Linked DNA regions of Mus musculus: region 2 is linked to region 1. Evidence: chromatin contacts called from public Hi-C data. All regions are on one chromosome and are shown on one strand. Each heading gives the region's core, a stretch centred on a gene start, on an enhancer-like site or on the middle of the called end of the contact. The rest is flanking DNA. Distances are from core to core; before and after follow the strand shown. Region 1 has its middle 8.7 kb from the start of Gm35341. Region 2 has its middle 5.3 kb from the start of Gm35546.

Region 1 (7,284 bases), core at 1,570-4,069:
TATCTCCTGGCACACAACTACACTGCTTTCTTTGGAGAGGATCTTCTTCTTCTTCTTTTTTTTCTCCCTGAAGAAAATTAGTCACCCTTCATTTTGCACACCTCTTTTTATATACAGTTTATATACATTTCCATATACAATCTCTATCTTGTATATACATTTAAGATTTTGTACTTTTTGGACATACGATATTTTTGAGTATGTTTCTTTATTTCCGAATAGCCTCTATCCTGCAGGCTCTTCCTGGTCCTCTTGCCGGGGATGCTTTGTGACTCACCTTAACTTTAGTAACTCTCCTTCAATAAAAGTTAAGGAATTGAATCAGGTCAACGTTGGCCCTATGCTTGGTATTTTGCAACATTTCCACAAGTGATATTTGAGTGATACAGTTTTGAAAGTATGTAGACTTGGGGCTGGGGCGTCACTCAGTAGATAAAGTACTTGCTGTGCATGAAGACCTGAGGTCAGATCCCCAGCATCCACGTAAAAGAGCCAGGCACAGATGCACACACCTAGACTACCAGTGCTGGGGTAGAGAGGAGACAGGAGGATCCCAGCAGAACACTGGACAGCCAGCCTAGCTGCATCTCTGACCTGATTCTGTGATCTCCAGATTTAATGAGAGTCTCTGACTGACAATCAAGAAAGAGAAAAATAGATGAAGATGTTCGAAACCTGACATCCACTACTGTATTTCCTTCAGGCATGCATGGGTAAGCATGCCTGCATGTTCATATGCCTGTAAGTGTACACACACATGCAATCATACAACAGAGAGAGAGAGAGAGAGAGAGAGAGAGAGAGAGAGAGAGAGAGAGAAATACAAGTTCTTTAACAAGAAAAATCATAACTAACATTTTATAATTTTTGTTATCCTTAACAAAGTCAAAAATTGATTCCATTACCACTAAAAATCCCTGATGCCACTAAAAATCCCTGATGCTGCCTGTGCCCTGGACTACTTGCTGACCAGCCCTACCAGCCCTTGGGGTTTGGAGGTGAAGTCAGAATCAACAACTCAGACTCTGGGAGCAGGTGAGAAACACTGCAGCAAGCAAGCGCATCTGAAGACTGCAGCAGGCTCCTTTAATATCCTTCACCCAGGCCCCATTGGTACCAAGAAAGCATCTTTTCTAACCAGCAGTTTCTGATTGGCTGGCATTATCTGCACCAGCAATCCTTGGTTTCTCAGGCAGTTCTCAATTAGGTCCTCCTGCAGGAGGAGGTGCTTTTGTGGCTGTGAGGTCCCAGCATTTACATAGAGGTGGCTCAGCCATTCCTGCTACACCCTCTATTATTGCAAAGAGTATAAGGAGCACAGGAGAGATGGGCTATCCAGTTAGGGATCTAAGCTGCCTCGTATGCAGTAGTTGTTCATGGTGACATTTCTCAGTTTAAATGAGATGAAATGGGTCACTAGAGGGACAGTGTGTGAGCAGAGACTGCAAGGTTGATAGTCTGCATTTGATACGGACAGCACAGAGTCTTTGAATCCCACATTTGGACTAGACAATGAGCGGCCTGAGCAGCCACAGCCAAGAGCTGTCATCTGGGGTGGAACGCTGGCAAATGCTTTCTGATATCATTCAATGCAAATCGGCTCCATGAAGGTGGGGCAGGATGGACAGACAGACACACTGTCCTGGGTCTATCAGCAAAGGGCAGAGAGCGTTGAAGGAATATTCTGTTCATGCACATCTATTATAATGACAGAATTCACAACGGTAAAAATGCTGCTCAGAGGACAAGGAAGAGCTGGGTCATAGACGAGCGAAATAATCAACCGACTCAAAGTCAGAGCCTCACTTCACAGCCCTGTCTACTGCAATATAGACATGAAAAAAAATCCCAAAATACAGCTGGACAGGGGTACATACCTATAGTCAGTATTTGGGAGACTGAGGCAGGAGGATTGCTGTGTGTTTTAGGAGAGTTGGGGCTGAATAGCAAACCTCACTAGTTTCAACACAACAAACACAACAACCAAATGACCAGGCAATTATCTATCTATCGTGGGTGATAGAAAAGTGGCTCAGATCTCTGAGTTTGGTCTCTGTATGCGGTGACTGGCAGCCCACAACCACCTGCTTACAAGATCCCAACCCCTCAGGTCTCTGTGTGAAGCACATACATACCCATATACATATAGTTTGAAATAAAAGAAATCTTTGTAAACATCTGCATTGTATTCTGTTAGCTGTTAAGTCAACGAATCAAGGTGAGAACACACATTAACTTAGCCTGTTTGCATTTCCCCTCCCATGACTGTGACTGGAGAACAGAACTCTGGTGTGTCTGCCTTACTCTGTCACTCAAGCACCAAGCACCCTGGTTTTTGCAAATCACAGGCAATTAAATATTTGATTGGCTAACTGGCTTTCCAGGAAAACACACTAAAGCAGAAAATAATAACAAAATCTTAACTAAACGAAATCACTAAAAATCTCCAGCTGGCAAACCTCTCCTCTCTCCCCCCACCCCCTTTCAGGAGATTAATTGCAGCACTTAACATTTGTAAAGCATTTCTGACACATCAAAATGGCCAGAGGGGAATATGTACTGAAAATCTAATCCATTATTATTAAAAAATTGCTTTGTGGTCCCAGCAACTCCCCGAGGAAGCAGGGATGGGAAAGAAAGGGAAACTCACATTCAATATTTTTCTCAATGTCTTAATTTGGGAAAACGCAGAGGGTTTGATGGTGGTTCATTCAGAGGTCTGGGCAAAGGTTCAAGTCCATTCCTGAGTTATCTAAACTGATTCATCCTTCCCCCGTCTAAAGCCAGCAACTGCAGAGCTTTGCGGCAGCAGCTGCTCTGGCTATGCTTTGCGCTGAGGTCTTAGCAATTGTTCTCTTGTTGGTCTCCTTATCATCCCGTGCTTCGTTGTCTCATCTCCTCTTCCAGAGGCTCCCAGCATAATCAGCATCTCCTGCAGCTGCTGACAGACACAATGAGAGGATGAACCTGAGGTTAATGGAAGGGGCCCGGTGAATCCAGTCTGACCCAGAGAAAGGAAACAAGGGCCAGAAGTTGAGCAAGAGCAATATGCAAGTAGAGAGAGCCAGAAGAACTTTAAAGAGCCCAGATATAAAGCCAGAAAAAAGGAATTCAAGAGGTGAAGTGTTCATTGTCTACCACCTTCTCCCCAGCAGAACAAAGTTACAGACTCAACAAGTTAAAATATTTTATTTTCTTGAGGCTGAATCATATATAGATTACAAACAAATAGCATGTATATGTATATATATGTAAGTATACATACACACATACACACATGGTATGTATGCGTGTGTGTGCTTGTGTGTGTGTGTTTGTGTTCCACAAAAGCCACTGGGCTTTTGTTAATGTATGTGAGTAACTTATCAGCTCTTTCTGTTGGGAAATGAGTCTGAATTGTCACAATCCTTTTTCAGTGTGTTCTGCCCAGGATCTTCTCTCAATCTAACCCAAGTATCCAAGGTGGGAGATGGAGAATGACTTCTTCCTGCCACTGAGTGGCACGTTAGGGAGGTGCTCCATCCAGATTCTCAGATCTGAGCATATGACACAAGGCACTCAAGCTGGACCCATTCTCCCAAGTCTTAGAGAATGGAGTCAGACACCCTAAGGGACTAAAGAGACGCTTCTGTTGGAATAGTGGCAACTGGCAAGCACGAGAATCTGAATTTAGACCCTGAGATCCAACAGTAAATAAGCTGGGTGTACAATTGAGACTCCATCATTGGGGAAGCTGTTAAAGGTGGGTCCTGTAGCTTAATGACAGGTATTCTAGCTGAATTTGAGTGCTAGGATCACTGAGAAACCCTGCCTCAAAAACTAAGGTGGGGAAAAAGAGGAAGATAGCCAGTGTTCACCTCTGTTCTCCATACACAATGCACACTTATCTGTATGTATACATGTGCACAGATAGACAAACTTTCTTACACACACACACACACACACACACACACACACACTCACACACACACAGTGGAAAATAATGACTGGTATTATCTCAACAACTCTGAGAAAGAATCTCAGGCAGGTGAATGTAAAGCTAAGGGATGCCATTGTGAGTTCAACCCTGTTTTTGGATGCACTTTTGTCCCACTACAAAGATCTCTAAACAGCAAGGTCAAGAAGTAACCAGTCCCCAGCTCCACATGTGCTCTTTGTGGTTCTGGCTGGGAAGCGGGGGCTCTGTAGACGAGTAATAAGTTCAATTACAGTACTGTCTGGCCTCATCCATTCATCTATTGCCATAAGGCATACTTTTCCAAGAGTCTAAAGAGTACAACAGAAAATAGGCTCTCAGGCTAGGAATGCCTGCTGCTTCTCCATTGGCAGCAGTTTATGGAGACAATTTCCCTTCTGAATGAGATACAATAAATTAAACTAGTCATCTCCCTGTTAATCTCACCTAAAGCAGTCAGTTTATAAAGAGCAAATGTTTACTTGAGCCCAAGTTTTCAGTCTGTGATCAGTTGGCCTGCCAAAGCACAGCCATGCAGAGGTTTTAGTGTGTAGCAAAATCTGGTCCAATCATACCCTGGGAGCAAAAGAGCAAAGGAATAAGCTGGTGCTTTCTGTTTCCCTCCAGTGACCTCGTAACTCCCCCACTATGTCTTAGAAAGTCCAACTACCTTGTTCCTGAGCTAGGAACCTCCAGCATAAATAAACTGTGGGTGGAGTGGGGCATCTAAGATTCAAATCACTACACGGGTAGTGTATTGGTCACTGTTTTAATTTCTGTGACCAAACACCTTATATGAAGCATAAGGAGGAAAGGTCTATTTTGGCTCATGGGTCAGTCATTAGGTATGAAAGGCATGGTGGATGCTAACTCCACGACAGAGGGAACATATGAAAGTTACTTGTTAATATCTTATCATGACAGGAAGCAGAAAGCAAAAGAGGAAGCAGAGAGCTGACAGGAATCAGGGAATAGTCAGGAGGTAGAGAGTAGACAGGAAGCAGAAAGCTGTCAGGAAGCAGGGATCAGTCAGGAAGCAGAGAGCTGACAGGAAGCAGAGAGCAGTCAGAAAACAGAGAGCTGACAGGAAGTAGGGAATAGTCAGGAAGTAGAGGCCAGTCAGGAAGCAGAGAGCAAACAGGAAGCAGAGATCTTTCAGGAAGCAGGAAGCAATCAGGGAGCAGGGAACAGTCAGGAAGAAGAGAGTAGACAGGGAACAGAACAGACAGAAAGTAGAGTGGGCAGGAAGCAGAGAGTGGGCAGGAGGCAGGTGTGGCCAGTGACCCACTTCAGACACAGGAGCTTACAGGGAACACTACCCATTCACACCATAATAGGTAAACAAGAAACAGAGTGGTGTGAAGGGGCACTGTGGTCTGAGATTGCCTAAGAAACTTTTGTGGACCAGGCAGGACTGGATTTAGACTTCTAATGATGGACACTGAACAAATGAATAAAAGCTCTCCAGCTATGCTTCAGAGGATGAGTAAAGGGATTGAGTTAGAAAGAAAACAAAACAAAACAAACCATGACACATACCAAGAATACAACACATAGGGCATTGAGGCAGAGGGGTGAAGGGTAAGAAGTTAATACTAGAAAAACCCAGAAAAGCATTCTCCTTTCAGATGGCAGGAGGCCTGAAAAGTCTGGCTAAGGGGCCTGAAGTTTATTGACTGTCTCCTGTAGGGTGAAATGACATCAGTGGAGGACACAGCAAGAAGAAGCTGTAATAGAAGGAATGGAAAGACACCCAAAGCTGTTGACACTTGTGGGGAAATAGGAACTTGGGACAAACGTTGGACATTGCCACTCACTTTGTTAGCAAACCCCAGATAATTGTGTGCTTCTCATTTATTCTCAGAGCGAAGGATGGAGTTTCTTTTGCTGGGGATTTCATGGCACAGGACCAACCATCCAAGTTGTACTGTGTGTTCACCTCCTCCCCTGAGCTACACCCAGATCCTGTGAGCCACAATAAATGCTAAGCTAGCTGAAGGATTGATGCCTGCCATTTACATTGCAGAATGGGGCTTCTCCTTGAGTGGACTTTACATTCCCAGTGTCCACATGCCTTCACTATATCCAGTAAAATTACTAAGTCTTTTTGAGTGCCATCTTAGGTTTTCTTGCTCAACTATCTGAACTTTAGGATAAACTTCTTTAAACATTTTTATACTCTCACTAAAGATAATATAAAGAATTTTCCTCTTGAGTGTATCTGTCAGGAGTGATTTAACAGGGAGTAAGAAGTGTAAGGGTCGCCGGGCGTGGTGGCACATGCCTTTAATCCTAGCACTTGGGAGGCAGAGGCAGTTCAAGGCCAGCCTGGTCTACAAAGTGAGTTCCAGGACAGCCAGGGCTATACAGAGAAACTCTGTCTTGAAAAAACCAAAGAAGAAGAAGAAGAAGAAGAAGAAGAAGAAGAAGGAGGAGGAGGAGGAGGAGGAGGAGGAGGAGGAGGAGGAGGAGGAGGAGGAGGAGGAGAAGAAGAGGAAGAGGAAGAGGAAGAGGAAGAGGAAGAGGAAGAAGAAGAAGAAGAAGAAGAAGAAGAAGAAGAAGAAGAAGAAGAAGAAGAAGAAGAAGAAGAAGAAGAAGAAGAAGAAGAAGAAGAAGAGGTGTAAGGGTCTGTCTGCTACCCAGTTTCCCTACAATGATAGACTGTAATCTGGAACCATGAACCAAATCAACATCTTTCTCCCTTAAGTCGTTTTGTCAGGTATGGGGATGAGATGGAGACAGAAAGCTGGGTGGAATTAGAGATGCTCTTTACAAGATGTGTACACATTTAAGAGAATGATGTTTTCATGTCTGAGGATTAAGGTACATTTCAATGATGGCTTCTTTGATTTAAGAGAAGATGAGAAAACTGATATCAATCAGAAATCACTCTGATAATAAGGGAATAAGGGGAAAACATTTGGAAAGATGAAGGGTCTCTTTATAAACTCTGATCTACAGAAATCTTTACTGAAAAAGATCATATACGTGCTCTGGTAATTCAAGCACAAGTCTGTTCATTGATAGAAACAATATGGGGCTTAGATGTCCACCTCAGCAGTCATACTGAACGTAAAAGTTCATCATAAATACATTGAGAAACAGGTTAGTTTACAAAACTCATCATCACCTCAACCTTCATCATCATCATCATCAAATCACCACTAAATGAAATGTTTATCAAACAGCTATGCTATGAGAAAACTCCATTGATACTCAGGTAAACCAGAAGCGGTGTTTTCCAAACACTTTGTAAAATAATAAACATACACGTTTTGAGATAAATCTGTTTGGAATCTGGGAAGGGAAAATACTAAAACATTTAAACC
Region 2 (7,548 bases), core at 3,239-5,738, 180 kb before region 1:
AGCTGCCAGCCCACAGCTCAGCAGCTGGAGACTGCCCATGGTCAGCCTCTCTTCTTACATTATTACTGACAACCCGAGGGAATGTGAGCTGGAAATGCAGCCCACCTCTGTCTAGTGGCTGCAGTAAGCCAGGGAAGCAAGGGCTGGGGAGGGGGCTCAGTAGTTAAAGCTTTTGACGCATGAATGCAAGGACAGGAACTTCTCACTCTATACATGTCAGGTGAGTGTGACATCCCTCACTGTACTTCTAGTCTTAGAAGGTAGAGAGAAAGCTGGCTAGGGAGACCAGCCACATTGTCAAACTCTGGGTTTAATTGACTCTGCCTCAGTAAATAAGGTAGAAGATGGATGGATTCCTAAAATCAGTCTTGCCCCCCCCCACCACCACCACAGGCACTACATACATGTGCACCCACACAAATGCATGTGCTATACATGCATATATAGACATACCCACATGCATACCACATATACAGACACATAAAAAATGAAAAGAGAGAGAAAAAAAAGAAAGAGTTGGAATTTTCTTTGGTGCAGACCATCCACACTTCATGGGCTTGTTTGCCACACATTACTAATGGCTCTTGGACTAACCAGCATAGTTTTATATAGGCTTAAAAATATGACTTGTTCCAAAGACCCCCTAGTCTGTCAGAGAGCCAGTACACATTTAGACTGTTATAGATGCCAAGAGTGCTTCCTTATAGTGTACTACAATTGCGACTTATACCTCTTTGCTTTTATCCATTCTCTTTGTGATGGTTACTCTTGATTGTCAACTCCATTGGATCTGGAATCAACTAAAAAACATGCCTTGGGGTAGGATAAGCCAACAAAAAGGATGAGTGGAGAGAGAGAGAGAGAGAGAGAGAGAGAGAGGAGATCTCCCCCCACCCTCCAGCTTTCTCCCTGCTCCCAGTAGATGTCACCTTTCTGCAGCAGCTTAGGCACAAAGAGATCCCAGGAGAAAGCTGCTGCATTTGCCTACCTTGGAAGGAGGGAGCATGAGGCAGTTGTCTCATTTAGAATGATGGATTCTGTAGTTCTTTACTCCCTGTGTAGGAACCAGCCATGGGCCTCTGTTTTAGTAGCCATTGAGTGTTCTTTTACTTTTCAAAAATTTAGAAATGATTACCCAGCCATATTGATTGTACAGATTAGCGTGTTTTACTGTGACACTCCTACACAGAGATATCACCATTAGAACATATCCACCCACACAGTGTCATCTCCAGCTGTCACCTTCAATGTCCTTCCTTAATCCTCGTCCCCCTTTCTGACAACTCTTTCCTTCAAACATTTCTCTATGCTTTACTTCTGACTATATTTAAAACATCAGCTCCAGAATAGTCTAGTCTATTCTGGGCAATGGTGTTTCACCCATCTAGATGGGCCATATCTTAAGGGACAAATTCCCTTTGGAATAATATTCTCTCCACTCACTTGTATGTATGAAGTTTGCAAGGCACCAATATTCCATTTCATTCTGGGATTAAATATGTTGATCCAATGTGGCACAGTAGAGGACCAAGCTTGCTGGGGCAGTGCTCAGTCAATGTTCTGGGCCCCTCAGAGTCATCCCATTGTAGGTCACAGTCATTCCACCAGTTCAAAGTCACCAACCAAGGGGTCACTGCAGCTCACATTCCCCTGCTTGCCCTACAGGGCATCATGACTCACCTTGACAACTGTCCTAGCCAACCCAGTTCTCAGCTGTCAGAACAGGAAGCAAGTTTAACATGTCTTGCTTAATTCAGAGAGGTCAGAGTGAACTTGGTTCAGAGCCACAGTTTGCCTTCTCAAGTTTCTGTCACCTTGCATACTCTTCATGGTTTCTCAGAATAATTGACAGTGGTTCCTGGTTCTCATCACTTGACTTCCTCATCCCAAAGGGGCCTTGAGTAAGAAGAGTAGCCCACCTTCCTCCTAATTTAGGGCTAATCTTGTCTGTCCATGTGGACTCTGTGCAATGCATCTGAAGTCACTTCACAAATCTGGCCTTGATTAAACAAATAGCTTAACTTTTTAGTTAAAAAAATAGCTTATGGAAATGGAATCAAGTGTGTGCTTGTGTGTGTGTATGAGAGAGAGAGAGAGAGAGAGAGACAGAGAGAGAGAGAGAGAGAGAGAGAGAGAGAGAGAGAGAGAGAGGGAGGGATTGGGGCAGAGGCAGGCAGTCAGACAGACAGACAGACAGATTTTGCTGCTAGTACAGTTTTTCACAGAGCCTCTTGTGATAAGTGTGATGCAGAAACCCTTCCTTCCTGGGGAGGCAGACAGAAGCAGCCCCCTTTCTCCCACAGAAAGTGTGCTTGCTGAGGGTCTTTTCTGCTTCGATCTTCTTCTCCCTTACTGATTCATTTCCTTCAATGGTGTCTGCTCTCTCTACCTGTTCTTCGGTTCTCTACCTGGTATTCCAGTTGCTGCCTTTTAAGTTAAAGTGGCAGACCTCATTTCCTTTCCCATGGATTCAGTCAATGGCGCCAGAAGCTCCGTTCCTTCAGAAACACAGAAAGGGTACCCAATGGAAGAATCCATTGCTCCAGCTCCCAAGGGTCGGCCTGCTGTGTGTCCACAGCCGGGTGATGTGGCCAGCTCCTCATTTGCTGCACTCCGCCTTGAATTTCTACTTTCAACTATACCTTATCCATTATTTTATGGACTCCTGGATCCAAGGGGCCAATCTTCATTCATCTTTGCATTCTCGGTACACCATGCTTGGTAGACACTCCTCAATACAGTCTTATGAGTGCAACCTCTACTTGGGGACTCCTTGCTACACAGTATGGCTTTGTGAGTAGGCCATGGCTCTGCAGGATGCACAGTTGCTATACAGCTTTTCTTCCGCACAAACCTACACGGTAGGCCCAGAATTTCCTCTTCCCATGAAACACACCTTCTCTTCCCCATGTGTTTATTCTAAGTGCTCAGCTGAAGACTTCAGCTCTGGGACGACAGAGATTTTTTTTTTCTTTCAATAGGAAGGCCTCTGCCCCTTCCCTGCTTACTCAGCCGCCTTCACTCCAGCAGCAAAACCTCGGGCGTGCCAGCTACTCAGGTCATTTCGGGAGAAATCTAGATTCCATTTAGACACATTCTGAATGGCTTTAAATGTTTTACTTTCTCAGGGTTCCTCGGAGCCAGTGTTTATCATTAGATGAGTACAGTTACAGAGAGATCGAGGGCTTGCTTTATTCTGGGTCATATCCATTATAAAGGCCTAGGTTAAGCCAAGCTTTCCCCTTGTCCACCACTTTCGTAGGCCTTTGACTTAATTTCCCCGGCTGTGTCACCCCTTTCCTGGGATGAAGCCCCGGGCCCTGGCTGTGCCTGCTGCTTATGTCTCCTGGACCAGCAGTGCCACATTCACAGCCCCTCTTGCTCTCCTGCACTCTCATCACAGTCCGCATCGAGTGTTGGACCCGGCAGCTGACACTTGGGTTTGGCTCAGAGCTGGTTTGTAGATCACATGTCAGAGCAGAACTTGAAGTCTCACGTCCAACACAAAGAAAAATGACGCCAGTGCTTGGGAATGTCTTTAAACAGAAAATATGTCAACTCAGTGAGCCCTCAACTCTGCCCAGCTTTCTCCTTATTGTATTTATGTTAAGATGTTTGCAAAGTGTCATGTGTATGTGTGTGTGTATGTGTGTGAAATGATTTTAGGATCAAGATATGACAAATCTGTGAGTGTGCCTTAAACAAGGACTACAAGGAGCGTCACCCCTGACAATCCTGGCTTTGCTCACCCTGATTCCACTAAGTAAAAACTCTACAAAGGAGAATCCTGGATATTCACACAGACCTTGTGAATCACCTAATAATGATAGAAATAGCCGAAGTATCAGTGATTAATGGGCAGAAGTGACGAGGAAAGGCAAGCTTATGGGAAACTGTTCCTAATGGTGATGTCAGCAAGGAACAATTTGCAGACATAATTACTAAAAAATTATCAGAGTCTTCCTTGTCAAGTATTTTGTATGTTTATAGAGCTGTTGGTGACTCATTTTAGAAGTCTGGGAGACTTATTTGATTTGGAATCAGGACTTTATTATAGCTTAGCTGTTATGTAATAGTTTATTCAGACTGATGGGGAGGTATTCTTCCATGTCAACAGACCTTGTATGTGTCTAGTGAGAGCTCCCCATAATTATTTCAACAATTCATATCTGGATGTTTCCCCTATATTTCCATGCCTAGAATATGCTCTCAGTTTGTATAAAGCAGTGCAAGGGAAGTGGAGAGGCAGGCTACCAGGCTACCACCAACCCTAGTGATCTAGTAGTGTATTGGTCCAGTTTCTTTGGGATATGAGGGTGGACACAGGGGCTGGCTCTCAGGCAAGCTCTACCCTTAATGTGGGCATTTCTATATGTGTTTCTCAGCATAAGGAGCCAGGGTCCTCCATGGCTTTACTGTGGTCAACACTATAATTAGTCAGGCTTTACCCACATATTCCAAATTCCAGTGCTTAAGTGCAAAGTCATCTGGGTACACCCAGTTTGGATGTTGGCTGGGAAACTATTGTTTGATCAACACCTCTAGTTGCTAGCCTGAAGCGTTTCATTTGGAGTTTCGAAAGCACTAATAGCAACCAGATAGACATGTGTCTCTGATGTTGTTGCCTCCAGAACAACTCCAAAATAAATGTACCCAGAGAAATCCATGGCTCCCAAGGAAGGTTGGACCCTCTCTTTGCTCCAAAGGGGATGGTCTGGAGAAACAATTAGGAGGGTAAGAAGGGAGGTCCCTTGTATTCCCTTCCTGGCTGGTGTACTGCCTTGTGCTACTGTAAGAATAATAGGATTAATAGTAAGATTGAGGGGTTATTTTTTGCCTCTATAAACGTTTATCTGTTGACTCAAGGAAGCAGAATTTAAACATAGAGCAGTATAATTCATCTAAATATTTGTTCGTGTGGGTTTATATGCAGATGTGGGGATCTCACTTAAACACATCAACGGATTTATTTTTTTCACGTGGTAACCCTTTATATCTAGGTGATGTTTGTTATTATGGAGAGAAATAAGGAGGAAGGACAGAACTTTGGAATGAAGAATTGAAACAGAGAGGAAAAGAAAAGTGATAGGGCTTCCCCTCCCTCTAGGTAAATGGAGGTCAATACACATTTCCAAGGAAAGCTATGAAATTATTAACACCAACAACAGAAATGCCTCTGTTTTGTAATAATGGATAATGAAGAGTATTTTATGACCCAGAAAGTCACAGCACAAAAGGCCATACTTCCTCTAAGCGGGTTTTAGTTTACAATTAAAAAAAAAAAAGCTTCTGTTTTAACTCTTGAAGTGCACGTTGTCTTGTGAGTGGTCTCCCGAGGGATGATTCTGCTTCTTGGCTACATCAGAAATTCTCTGAAGCTACAGTACAGTCCTGTGACTTCTCTGTGACTGTCCCCCTCTGAGTACTGCCTCCTGGGAAAGGCTGAAGAGCAATTGTGTGGGACTTCTAGGCACTGGTAGGTGCACTCAATACTCACGATGATGGGTTGGTAACATGAGCAGCCACTCCAGCACCGTGTCTTAGAAAGATGACACAGCTGAAGAGCAGCCAAAAGCAGTTGAAGGCAGTTAAGAGCTGGGTGTGGTGGCATAGACCTGCAGTCCCATCTCTCCTGAGGCTGATGCAGGAGGTTGATGTGGTTAAGGCCAGCCTGAGCTAGCTGTAGACGGAAACTCTATTTCCAAACCCCAAATGCTGTGAAAGCAGTCAGGATTGTGTGTATATGATAGGTGATTTCTACAGGTCTGTTTGCTTGGATGTTGATATTTTCTCCCCTTTGTTCTTTATTTCTTCTCTCTGTCTCTCTCCTCCCTTATCTCTCTCGTCTCTCCTCCCTCACTCCTTTCCCCTCTCTCTGATAAGCCAAAGAGAACCAATTAGCACCCATTTTCATGAAATCTTTGTTTAGAGAGCATCAACAGCAAAAAATAAAAATAAAAATAAATAATAATAATAAAATGCTAATTAGCTTTTTAACCAAACCCCTGCTACCTGGAAAGCATTTAATCAAATATGAGAATGCATTAGCTACTGAGTTCTTTAAAGAGTCTCAAGAAGTTGTTATAGATATGACTCAGCTTCTGATGGGTTTCCATTCTAATAAACATATCATAGAATGAAACTATTCTGAGTTATAAAAGACATTTAGTCCCAGGACTCAGTAGGCTGAGGAGAGGGAAGTGCAGCAAAGAAAGATTCTGTTTCAATGGCGACAGAAGGAAGCACTTACTGGATCTTGGCTTCTAATCCTGTGAACACCACAGACTCTCTGGTACGTAGTAAGCACCCATGGGGACACTCTTGTGGGCCTGCAGTTGTGACATCGAATGCAAAGTGCATTCTGTGAAGATGTAAGGAAGATGTGAATTCAGTGAATACAGTCCACTGTTTGCATCATTTCTGACAAAAGCTGAAGAGATAGGAGCGGCGAGGGACAGGGTGGTGGTCCCCAACTGTCACTGCTAGAGCAGGGGCGGGGCTGACAGTGTGTCCTCATTTGCTTTAGGATACTGGATCTATCATCCCAGGACACTTCCTTATTTGATCTTTTCTCATTAGAAAGAAAAGTATATATTTAAAAAAAATGCAAAACAAAACTATCCTGACCAGGTTTCCACTTTTCCTTGCACCTGGCGAGAGAAAAGCAGAGGCAGTGGCCAGCCGGTTCCATTTGCTTCCCATTTAGTTGTGACCTTTTCAAGAGCCCTCACTTTTGTTACCAGTGTTAGGGTTGAGGTTTGTATCTGAAGGTAGGTCCTGGTTCTCTGGGGCACTTCAGACTTCAGGTTCCACTAACAGTTTCCTAGTTATTTATACCCATGAGGGACCAGCTTGCCCTTCTAGTTGGGAAAGAATATTTCCTTGCCACCAAATGGCCCCATTGTACTACTATCAACCCCAGTGATCTTAGACTCCATTCAAGGAAACCAAAGCTTAAAGAGGCCATGGCTCTCTGAGTCTTTTTTGCTTTCTTCTTCCTTTCCTCTTCACCCAACCTCTTTCCCTGACCTCCCCTTTTTTTCTACAGCATTTCATTATGTTGCTCAATCTGGCTTTGAACTTGGGACCCTCTTGCCTCTCCCTCCTGAGTGTTTGGATTACAGATGTCCACGACCATGAAGAGCAAGATCATGAATTTCTTAAGTCCCCAGTACCATCAGTAGCAAGAGGAGAAACACTTCCAAGATGACATGTGGTTATTATTAGCTTGGGGTAAAAGTTGGAGGAAATGACAGGGTCCTGGGTCCTGTCCTGATGAGGGGTATGTGCTAGTGCTGCACGAAAGGTAAGCAAAAAGGCTAAGGAGTTAGGCGAGCAAGCCATATACAACTTGACCTGGATGCTTCACAGATGAGTATCAGACATGTCCCAGAAGGAATCATGGGTAAAGGGGCTTTTTCACACGGCCCCATTCTTTGTCATGGCCACAGCCTCATGCAACGAGCTCACAGGTGTCTAGTCTCCCTTTGATTTGTCATCTCCAGAATTAGTAGTTTATTTATTCTCTATTTCTGTGTGCATGTTGGA

Evidence for each region. Hi-C and Micro-C count contacts between places; a contact is called where the count stands out from the background.
Region 2: a Hi-C map of the C2C12 cell line shows a contact between it and region 1, with 1.7 times the contacts expected there. The contact joins two enhancer-like sites. A contact is called at or near these places in 4 of 484 Hi-C or Micro-C datasets (the C2C12 cell line, myocytes and ventricular fibroblasts) and 1 of 115 datasets of contacts at active chromatin or transcription factors (embryonic fibroblasts).

The regions. Positions count from the first base shown.
Region 1 is chr1:186,395,491-186,402,774 of GRCm38.p6, reverse strand. No RefSeq gene overlaps it. Among named protein-coding and RNA genes, the nearest start is that of Gm35341, 8.7 kb to the left of the region's middle. Within about 2 kb of position 2,819, at least 33 of the 459 cell types and tissues checked have an H3K27ac peak or open chromatin away from gene starts, as enhancers often do. A contact at or near this core is called in the C2C12 cell line, where this site is marked.
Region 2 is chr1:186,578,266-186,585,813 of GRCm38.p6, reverse strand. No RefSeq gene overlaps it. Among named protein-coding and RNA genes, the nearest start is that of Gm35546, 5.3 kb to the left of the region's middle. Within about 2 kb of position 4,488, at least 40 of the 459 cell types and tissues checked have an H3K27ac peak or open chromatin away from gene starts, as enhancers often do. A contact at or near this core is called in the C2C12 cell line, where this site is marked.